Linked DNA regions of Mus musculus: regions 1 and 2 are each linked to region 3. Evidence: chromatin contacts called from public HiChIP or PLAC-seq and Micro-C data. All regions are on one chromosome and are shown on one strand. The core of a region is the stretch at or near the end of the contact, and the rest is flanking DNA. Distances in the headings are between cores, read along the strand shown.

What was found. Hi-C and Micro-C count contacts between places; a contact is called where the count stands out from the background. HiChIP or PLAC-seq counts read pairs in DNA pulled down with a chosen protein or histone mark.
Region 1: a Micro-C map of embryonic stem cells shows a contact between it and region 3, with 4 times the contacts expected there. The contact joins the promoter of Fbxo27 here to the promoter of Catsperg1 in region 3.
Region 2: an H3K4me3 HiChIP or PLAC-seq map of embryonic stem cells shows a contact between it and region 3, with 6 read pairs. The contact joins the promoter of Zfp382 here to the promoter of Catsperg1 in region 3. A contact is called at or near these places in 1 of 39 promoter capture datasets (embryonic stem cells) and 1 of 115 datasets of contacts at active chromatin or transcription factors (embryonic stem cells).

Annotation. Positions count from the first base shown.
Region 1 is chr7:28,690,996-28,694,774 of GRCm38.p6, forward strand. It overlaps Fbxo27 (F-box protein 27), which reads left to right and starts at 2,149. Exons shown (of 5, transcript NM_001163702.1): 1 at 2,149-2,655; 2 at 3,736-3,779. The coding sequence starts at 2,301.
Region 2 is chr7:30,120,367-30,124,093 of GRCm38.p6, forward strand. Zfp382 (zinc finger protein 382) reads left to right here and starts at 1,566. Exons shown (of 5, transcript NM_001081007.2): 1 at 1,566-1,710. The coding sequence starts at 1,668.
Region 3 is chr7:29,208,793-29,212,431 of GRCm38.p6, forward strand. Catsperg1 (cation channel sperm associated auxiliary subunit gamma 1) reads right to left here and starts at 2,133. Exons shown (of 28, transcript NM_001368407.1): 1 at 1,850-2,133; 2 at 1,688-1,741. The coding sequence starts at 2,122.

The DNA.
Region 1 (3,779 bases), core at 899-3,398, 520 kb before region 3:
CGCAAGCACAGAAGCCAGATATAGTTTTCTTTGTTGATACTTAGTAGCATGCCTCCTGCTCTCGTTGATACTTAGTAGCATGCCTCCTGCTCTCATTGATACTTAGTAGCATGCCTCCTGCTCTCGTTGATACTTAGTAGCATGCCTCCTGCTCACTGGACAGAGCTGACAAACAGGTGAAAAGGTCAGCTCAGGGACATTGGTAAGGTCCTGAAACACTTGCCCCTCCGGAGGGGAGAGGCTAATTAACATTCCTCTGACCACGGGGCAGGAACCGACCTGCAGGTAGGGACACATTCCGCAGGACGGACTACTGCCCACCTTCAGACAAGGGATGTCCTTGTTACCTCATTCGCTAAAGACCAATCAGTTTAAAGGGTGCACTGTTCTGCCAGTCATATTGTGCCTAGTTGCTGATGCTCTGCCCCTGGAAACCATATAAAAACTCCTTGAATGGATGCTGGGGGTCACCACCTCTCCTTCGGGTCTGGGACAATCCCAGTGCACTGGAACAATAAATTCCTCTTGCTTTTTGCATCGATCCCAGCTCCACGTGGTTCACTCAGGGGCTCCCCGGAGTCTTACACAGGTTAAAATAAAAGATAAACAGGGTATGGTGACACTTGCCTGCAATTCCAGTTCTCCAGAGGTAGAAGATCAGTGTCATGCTTGGCTACTTAGTGAGTTCAAGGACAGCATGGGCTCTACCTGAGTCTCAGTTGAAAAGTAGGGCTGGAGAGATAGATGGCCAATTTCCCCAAAGGACCTGGGTTTAACTAGCATCACAGGTGCTCTCGACCACATGTAACTCCAGTTCCAGGGAATCCTGAAAATACCTCCTCTGACCTCCCCAGATACCAGGCACAAACATGGTGGAGACATAAATGCGGGCAAACCTCCATACACATAAAACTATTTTTTTTTTTTCGAGACAGGGTTTCTCTTTTAGCCCTGGCTGTCCTGGAATTCACTCTGGAGACCGGGTTGGCCTCAAACTCATAAATCCACCTGCCTCTGCCTCCCAAGTGCTGGGATTAAAGGCATGCGCCACCACTGCCCGACAGAGCTGGTCATAGTAATACATGTCTTTAGTCCCAGCACTCAGGAGGCAGAGGCAGGCAGGTCTCTCAGTTTGCGTACACAGTGAGTTCCAGGCTAGCCAGCCCTACAAAGTGAGACCCTGTCAAAAAAAAAAAAAAAAAAATCTGGAGCTAGACCCACTCACTAACACTACTAGTCACTTAGGAAGGTCACGGCCTCTAAGAGCCTCGGTTCCTTTTCTGTGTTAAGATGTTCGGGGAGCTGACGAGATGGCTCATTTCAAAGGTCCTGAGTTCAAATCCCAGCAACCACATGGTGGCTCACAACCATCCAGAATGAGATCCGATGCCCTCTTATGGTGTGTCTGAAGACAGCTACAGTATACTTATGTATAATAATAAATCTTTGGGTTGGAGCAAGCAGAGACTCAGCAGGTCGATCAGATCGAGCAGAACCTACCAGAGCAAGCAAGGCTGACCGGGGCAAGCAGAAGTTCTAAAAGTTCAGTTCCGGACAACCACATAAAGGCTCACAACCATCTGTACAGCTACAGTGTACTCACATACATAAGATAAATCTCTTTTTAAAATGTGCTAAGTTGCCGAAGTTCGAAACTGTAAGCTTCAGCTGATGCTTTCGATTAGCGGGGTCATTGTTGTCCTCTAGAGCCTGCTTTTTCTTGTAAATCGCGGATGACTGGATGATTGTCTGGGATTAAGGTCACGGACTGCACAAGGCGTTTAGGGGTGGAGCCTTCCACTTGGATGCCTACCCGAAATAATAGTTGTTACCAGATGCCAGGCGTCCACTGCGGATTTAGGGTCACTCCAAGTGTTGGATTGGTTGCTGAACCGCTAGGACTGTGCCAGAGCCCTGGCCTAATCTGTGTCCTCAGGTGGATTCCTAAACTGTCCACCAGTCCTAAGCCGGAAGGAGGTGGGGTCTGGATCCACAGGGCTGGACATTCGGCGAATCTCAGAGAGGTTTCGCCTGGGAAGGATAGTATTAGGCAAAGCTATAGCTATGCGGTCCTCCAGGCCGCGAAGGGGAGCTGGCAGGGGTGCCGGTGAGCACCAGCGGGCTGGGAGGAGGGTAGGCTTTGGGGACAGAGAGGCGGTAAGGGACGTGGGAGACAGTGGATGGCTTCGGGGATGTTAGTCTCGGGGTGGACGGCTGCAAAGCCTGGCAGCAGAGGCTGCTAATCACTAACATCTAACCCCTCTTCTCCTGCAGTCCCAGCCAAGCGGGGCGCGGGGACCATGGGTGCCTGGATATCCAGGACCCGGGTCCCGACGCCGGAGCCCGACCCCCAGGAGGTCCTGGACCTGAGCCGTCTGCCCCCGGAGCTGCTCCTGCTGGTACTGAGCCACGTGCCCCCGCGCACGCTGCTGATGCACTGCCGCCGAGTGTGCCGCGCCTGGCGCGCCCTGGTAGATGGCCAGGCCCTATGGTTGCTGCTGCTGGCCCGTGACCACAGCGCAGCGGGCCGCGCCCTGCTGACACTAGCCCGCCGCTGTCTGCCCCCTGCCCACGAAGACACGCCCTGCCCGCTGGGCCAATTCTGCGCACTGAGACCGCTAGGACGCAACCTCATCAGCAACCCCTGTGGCCAAGGTGAGGCGCTGAGAAGGCGGGGCCTAGAGGAAGCCTAGGGGCGGGACCAAGAGAGAACTGTAGCACAAAGGGCGGGGCCCCAAGAATGCTAATGGACAGAGCCAAGAAGGAATCCCCCGGAAGGTATTAAGGGCGGGGTCACGGGATATTTGTAGGCTGTGAGACCAGAAGGAAACCAGTGAGAGGATAGGGCGGAGTCACAAGGTATGAAATGGGCGGGGCCTAGAGTTAAACCAAGAGGCAGGTCTACAGATGTAGCAGAGGGAGGGGCTAGAAGTGGGGTCACACTTGACCCAGTTAGAGTAGCTGGAATCACCTGACCTACATAAGAGAGCGGTAGAGGGGACCAAACAGCATATCTTCTATCTGAGAGACAGGATGCACAGAGAGGCACCAAGAGCAATTAAAATCAACACATAAATATCTTTTGTTTCATTGGCTTTTACATTTTAACAATTTATTTTCGTCCCTGCGCCTGGAGTTTCAGGAGACTAAGCCTCATGGCTTGGGAGCTGGGAACTGACCCCAGGTCCTCTAGAAGAGCAGTTACAAATTTTTAAATTTTGTTAGTATATTTTGTTTTTGTTGTTGTTTTGCTTTTTGTTTTTGCGGGTTGGAAAGATAGCTCAGCGGCTAAGAGCTGCTCCTCCAAAGGACCTAAGCTCAGTTCCAAACACTCAAGTGGAGACTCACAACCATCTGTAACTCAAGTCTCAGGGAGACCACCCTTTCTTCTGGCCTCTGGAGAGAGGGCATATATACATAGTCTGCAGACATAAACTTTTAATTTTTTAAAATTATTTTGGTGTGTTGTTAAAAGGCTCAAGTCTCGCGTACAGGTGGTAGGTGCTCAGCGGCCAACTTTGTATCCACAGTTCTCTCCTTGTATTTCTGCGTGAAGTCTGATGATTAATTAGGCTAAAGTTTTCCCACTGAGCCGTCCTTCCTGCCTGCTCAGGTTTCCGATTCTTTTCAAACCTGAGGGGTGGAGGAGGGGCGGCGCAGCTTCAATTCGACCACATTCCTAAAGCCTTTGCGTCCCTGGTACTGCGATTGCCTCTACTGTTTTTTTCTCTACAGAAGGCCTGCGCAAATGGATGGTGCGGCACGGTGGGGATGGATGG
Region 2 (3,727 bases), core at 316-2,815, 910 kb after region 3:
GGGGTTATAGGCACCATGTCATATACAACTTTCTCTGTGGGTCTAGGATTGAACTCTGGTCCTCATGTTTGGGCATAGCAGTTTGGTGCCAAACAATATTTATAGGGTTAAAAGTTTAAATATTTAGGACAACTTGTGTTATTAAATATTTTTCTCAGTGAAACTACTAAATCGGGGGTGGGGGTGGGGGGACGGGTGACCATAGTAAAACCTGTATATATTTAAAGCACTTTTTGTTTTTGTTTTGTTTTGTTTGTTTTTGGTTTTTTGAGACAGGGTTTCTCTGTGTAGCCTTGGCTGTCCTGGAACTCACTCTGTAGACCAGGCTGGCCTCGAACTCAGAAATCCACCTGCCTCTGCCTCCCAAGTGTTGGGATTAAAGGCATGTGCCACCACTGGCCAGCCTTAGCAATTTTTTTTTTCCTAAAGTATTGGGAAAGAAATCTATTTTGAACAACGTGAGGAAATGGGTTGAAAAATTGACAGAGTCCTGCACTAAGAACAGAGCGAATCAGCTACAAAGTCTAGTACATTTTAAAAATCGCATTTCATCAATACAATAACCTTTTTGATAGTAGGGTTTTCCTTCACAAGAAAATCATACAATTGAGATTAAGTAGCACTTTCAGATGGAACAGTATTTGGTCCAAAATAGAATCAATCGGTGTGGCTTCGTCTATGGAATAACTGATTAATGCATCATATTGGATATAAATCCTTGGAAAATTATTAATGACACATAACTTCTAAAACAATCTTTGGAATCCTATCCTTAGAACTTCAATATCCTATCTTCGCTTGCACTTCAATCTGGGGGGGGGGGGGACGACGACGACGACTCCCATTGTGAGATCTCCATACAAGGCTGTGTGGTTTTTAAACCTGAATCGTCGTTCTAGGTTTCAAATACCAACTTTCTCCTTAATAGCCAAGTCACTCCACGCTGTGTAGTCTGGCAATGTCACCGGTGAGGCGACAGAGGCAGTGACAGAAACCTCAGCACACATTCCAAGAAATCATGGAACTTTTCATTGCCATCCCTTTACCCTCACCTCCCTGTCGGAGGAAGAGAAACCTTATGCGTTCTCTGAATTACCCTTGGGAAAGACATTGCGTACAGACTGAACAAGAATGCAACAGAGGCCACCCCTCGCGCTTTTCGACAGTTACAAGACATAATTCTCAGCCTAGGGTGGTCAAAATGAAATTCTACCAAACTCAGAAGTCAAAGGGGGTGGGGGCTGCGTCGGTCCCAATAGGATCAAAGCACAGTGCTGTCACAAGATCAATTGGTCACAGTATGGGATCGCAAACCGCTCGGTCCGCGTTCAATCACCCAAACCTAATCAGAATCAGTCTCAGAGCTCCCCTGTGGGCACACCCCACACTGACGCAGCCATGCACTCCCGCGCGCGGCCACAGACCGTAGCAGGCAGCTGACTCCCACCCGCCCCAGCCAAGGGGACGCTGGTGCAAGCGCGGGGCGAGGGAGAGGCGCGCGCGGCAACTAACGGGCCGCCCCGGAGGCTCCTGGGAGAGCGAGCCCCCGGCGTGAGTGCGCAGGCGTAGACGGCTGAGCGGAGGCGGGGCGGTTCGAGACGTTGGGAGAGGCTGAGGACCGCAGTGGATGCTCCGGATCTGGAGGGCGACCGAGAGATCGAATCCAGATGGGAAGACCGGGGAGGAAACCGAGAGGCCGAGCCAGGCCTGGTAATTTTGGGGAGGAAGAAGGTTAAGGAAGCGGGACCGGGACACTCAACGGCTGCACAGGGCCTCGGGTGTGGCCCGTGGGCGTGACACCGAGGATGACTGCCGGTGACCCGAAGGGGTAGTTTTCGTGTTAAACTCGAGGACACTCTGTCGCTGGGAACAGGTCCCTGGGCATCACGAGCGTTGCGTGTGAGGATGTGGGGAGCATGTTGTGGTTTGGCTCCCTCAGCTCATCCTGATTATTTGGGGGCGGGAGGGAGAGCCATAAAGTGATCGCGATCTTCTTGGATGTGAAAGCTGGATGGCGGGATTTTGCTTAGGGTTATAGCGGCCTGCGTCTATTTTTAGATTGGGTATGACTCCTGTAGGAGATTGGAGAATTGAAAGTGATTTGTGAACGTGATTGTGAGTGATTTTGCCTGGAATTCTATCATGTTCTGTCCTCGTGAATGACATGTGAAGCAGTAGGTTGATTTTTCTGAAGGATGTTTGAAAGGTTATCACTAAGCACACGTGTGTGTTCTTCTGTAATTTCTCATAATTTTGTGTGTGTATTTTTTTGGGGGGGGATTTTTTTCCCCCGAGACAGGCTGTCCTGGAAATCGCTTTGCAGACCAGGCTGGTCTCAAACTCAGAGATTCACCTGTCTCTGCCCTCTGCCCTCTGCCCCCTGCCCCCTGCCCTCTGCCCTCTCCCCCCGCCCCCCCCCGCCCCCTCGCCCCCCCGCCCCCCGCCCCCCCGCTGTGATTTAAAGGCATGTGCCTCCACCACCTGGCTTGTAGTACCGTTAATATTTAAATGGTTGAGGTATGCTGTGCGATCACGTATGTGTAATTTTTTTTTTAGACAGGTTCATTATCTATACCAAGTTGCCTCTGAACTCTCTCGTAGCACAGGGTGGCCTAAAACTTGGCAGTGATTCCCCCTACTTTAACCTCCCAACTGCTGGGATTCCGTGTGGTGTGTGCACCACCAAGCCTGGAAGTTATGTACTATTTGATTATCAGATTAGTACCAGCAAGCCTGCTTGAGAAAAATTTGAAGTAGTAACTTAGCAAATATAAAGATACTAATGTTGGAATGGAATAGGTAAGATTTTCATAATTCCCCGTGGTGAGGCCAATAACCTGGGATCAGGATGGTAAATAGGAAGTTTTGAGATGAAAGGTGTTGCATGGGAGCCTGCAGGAAGAGTAGCACTTTCCACACATAAATACCACGTTCTGCACATCTGTGGAAGTGGATTTTTCTGTTCCTAAAATTATTTTTAAAAGTACGCTTTTACTTCTAAGACCAGTCTCATTCCTGGTAATTAAAATAACCATGACACCAGAATATTCACTGTTGCAGTCAGCACTGGAGACTGTACTTAACCAAATGGGATCCCGAGTGATTCATTTGTTTTCTGTGTCCATATCTATAGTACTAAAATGTGTTACGCAGCAGCTCCTGAAATAACTATTAATAATATATAATACGTTATATATGCTATGTATACATAGCATGTATATGTAACTATAACATATATTACATATGATATAAGCATATCATATGTAAGTAATACTTATGTAGTATGCATATATAATTATGTTTCCTTTTTAAAGATTTATTTATTTTCATGTGCATGTGTTTTGCCTGTATAAATGTACTGTACCATGTGTGTGCCCGGCAGCCACGGAGGTCAGAAGAGGGTGTCCCCCTTAGTGCTGGAGTCACCAATGTCTATGAGCTACGGTCTGGTTGCTGGGAACTGAACCTGGGTCCTCTGCAAAAGCAGCAAGTGCTCTGACCCACTGAGCATCTCTCAGCCCCTATGTTTCTTAAGTAGTGTGATATAAGCAAGTCAGTAAGGGGAGGAGATGGAAAGTAGAAAATCCAGATATTTTCAAGCTGGGGGGAAATGCCACATGTGAGTGGGTCTTTTGAAGCATATGGAGAAATATGTGATAAAGATGGCACTTGCTATTAGTTGAGGAGATATTGATTAATAATGTGAGACATTGCCGCAGACCTTCCG
Region 3 (3,639 bases), core at 883-3,382:
TCACAAATCAATAATTAAAAGTAAAAAAACAAACGAACAAACAAACAAAACTTCATTTTAAAATGAGCAAGGGAGGCTGGAGAGATGACTTAGAGGTTAAGAGCACCAACTCCTCTTCCAGAGGACCCAGGTTTAGTTCCCAGCAAACATATGGTGGCTCACAGCTGTCTGTAACTACAGTTCAGGACACTTGACACCCTCCCATAGACATGCATTCAGGCAAAACACCAATGCACACTCAATAAAAAGAAATAAATCATTTTAAAAAATAATAAAATGAGCAAAGGAAGGCCAATCGAGATGGCACATTCCACCTTTGATCCTGGCAAAGGCAGGCAGATCTCTGTGAGTTCCAAGATAGCCAGGACTCTGTAGAAAGACCCTGTCCTAAAGAACCAACCAACCAACCAACCAAAATAGGCAAAGGAAGGTTGGCATGCTGGCTCATACCTATAATCCCAGTACTTGAGAGACAGGGGCACAAGAACTGTTCTGAGTTCAAGGCCAGCCCGGGTTAAGTAACACTATCCTATATCCTGAAAGGAAGAGGGTGGGGCCAGAGAGATGGCTGACTCAATGGTTAGAGTGTGTAACTGTTCTTCTAGATGACCAAAGCATGATTGCCAGCATCTATGTCAAGCCACAATAGCTTGTAACTCCAATCCCAGGAATTCATCACCCTCTTCCGACCTCCACAGGCAACTGCATGCACATGCATAGACCTATTAAAAATAAGATGAATGCTTTTTTTTTAAAAGAGAGAATAACTACTATTAGACACAGGGTTCTTTTTTTTTTTTTTTTTTTTTTTTGGTTTTTCCAGACAGGGTTTCTCTGTATAGCCCTGGCTGTCCTGGCACTCACTTTGTAGACCAGGCTGGCCTCGAACTCAGAAATCCGCCTGCCTCTGCCTCCCGAGTGCTGGGATTAAAGGCGTGCGCCACCACGCCCGGCCCAGACACAGGGTTCTTATTGGAGGATAATAGGAACGTTCCGGAGAAAGATAATGAGGTTAGTGTGATTGCTTAAGTGAGGTACTGTTTGAACACCCCAGGCTCCTATGTTTGAATGCTTGGTCCTTAGCTGTGGGTCTGACTGAATAGGATTACATATGGCCTTCATGGAGAAGATGTGTCACCAGGGGTGTTAGGCCTTGAGGTCTGCACCATTCCTAGTTCGCTTTCTCTGCCTCCTGCTTGTGGATGGAAGTACCTGCCATGGTGGTCCCACCGGGTTCCCTACTGTGCTGCTCATGGACTTTTGGTTTATAAGTTGCCTTGGTCACAGTTTTTCTGTCATGGAATGACAGAATGGAGCTGAAACGGTTGCCTGACTCTGTAGATACACTAAAATGTACTGATCTGTATACTTTAGAACGACACCTTTAGGGGCTGAGAACAGGGTGGTAGCAGGTAGCAGTGGTAGCATGTACAAAGCCTTGGATTCTGTCCCTAGGCCCCTAAACAAAATAAGAGCTACATCTCAATTTTAAAATGGGGCCCCGTGGGGGGGGGAGTGCTGTGCTCACTTTTTGTCCCTATTGTGTTCTTGTACCTAGTGGGAGACTGAATCTTTAATGCCTTCAGGGTTGGTGGAGACTACTATTAAACTGTATTGAAAAAACACTGCTGAAAATGGGAAACTGGAGACTTACAGAAATCAGCCTACTCATACTGTAAACTCTTACCTGTCCCGGACAGGAAAAGTTGATTTGCAAGTAGTAAGGAAAGCTCAAATAGTTCTGTAAAGAAAGGTGGAGGAAATACCTAGTCACTTGGTGTACTGACTCGAGATCTCTCTATTTACTGACCCCAAATCTCTTTGATACTCTTGATCTCACTTCCCTCACCTCTGACGGATCGATTGGCGAGTCTGTCAACTTTTGGAACACCTTGGCCACTGTATCGATGGGCTCATGATCTTGAAATCGATCCTTGGAGAGATGCAAGCCTACCTTCTCGAACTTGTTCAGGACAAGAAGCCAGGTGCAATGCTGTAAGGTATCTTCCGCCCACGACTTCAACGACAGCAATAGCACTAGCCGCAGTACCCAGAATGCCCAAAGGTTTGGTTTTCTCGGCCACACAGGGCTGACCGGGGACATGGCTGGCCGGGACACCATGTAGCTAGAACCTGGAGAACGTGGGGATTAACACCCACTTGCAAGTTGGCTAGCTGAGGCTGATCTCTAGGAAACCGCTCAGTTCCTGCCCCTTTTCCCACTCTTCTTCCTAGCTCCACCTTTGATCAGGCTTTGGGGCCCCTTACTCTCTGCCCGGGCCCTGCTCTTAGGCCTTGCCACGCCCTTACTCCCAGCTCCTCCCCTACTAATACTCCTCGCCCCGCCCCTGCTCCTACTCTCGGCCCCTCCCCTACTAATACTCCTCGCCCCGCCCCTGCTCCTACTCTCGGCCCCTCCCCTACTAACACTCCTTGCCCCGCCCCTGCTCTTTCTCCCGGCCCCTCCCCTACTAATACTCCTCGCCCCTCCCCTACTAATACTCCTCGCCCCTCCCCTACTAATACTCCTCGCCCCGCCCCTGCTCTTACTACTGTCCCTACCCCTGCGGCTCTTTTCACCCTGCTTCCTAGTTACTCTCTCTCTCTTTGCCCTGGCTTTGCTCTTTTCTGTTCCCGTTCTTGGAACTCCTAACCTACTCTTCGCCAAGTCCCTCTTTTTTTTTCTTGCCTTGCCAGAGCACTTCCTGTTTTCCTTACCACTGTGCCCCTCAGGGGACTTGGCTCCGCCCTCAAAAGGTTCCCCGCCCACACACTGCTCTTCGCCACGCCCCTTTCTTTTCGCTCCTGCCCTGCTCAGGAACCGGCTTAGAGTCTTCTTGTCCTTTCGTGAATCCTCGCCCACACCTCCGAACTCGCTAGGCTCTTTGCCTTGGCTCAAGGTCTGAGTCGTTCTGGAAATCAGATCCTGGCTCTGCTTTCTCTTCTGGCCACGCCCCTGGTCCTGGCTCCGGTCTGGAGTGTCGCGGTAGAGCGGATCTTCACTCTGCCTTCTCTCTTGGCCACGACCCTGGTCCTGGTTCAGGCTCCAAGTGTTGCAGTAGTTCAAATGCTCACTCTGTCTTCTCTCTTGGCCACGCCCCCGGTCCTGGTTCAGGCCCTGAGTGTTGCAGTAGTTCAAATCCTCACTCTGTCTCCTCTCTTGGCCACGCCCCTGGTCCTGGCTCAGACCCCGAGTGTCGCGGTGGTTCGGATCCTCGCTTCGTCTCCTCTCTTGACCACGCCCCTGGCCCTGACTCAGGTCCCGAGTGTTGCAGTAGTTCAAATCCTCGGTCTGTTTCTTCTCTTGGCCATGTCCCTGGTCCTGGTTCAGGCCCCACGTGTTGCAGTAGTTCGAATCCTTGCTCAGTCTCCTCTCTTGGCTACGCCCCTGGTCCTGATTCAGGCACCGAGTGTTGCAGTAGTTCAAATCCTCGCTCAGTCTCCTCTCTTGGCCACGCCCCTGGTACTGGTTCAGGCCCCAAGTGTTGCAGTAGTTCCAATCCTTGCTCTGTCTCCTCTCTTGGCCACGCCCCTGGTCCTGATTCAGGCCCCGAGTGTTGCAATAGTTCAAATCCTCGCTCAGTCTCCTCTCTTGGCCACGCCCCAGGTCCTCGTTCAGGCCCCGAGTGTTGCAATAGT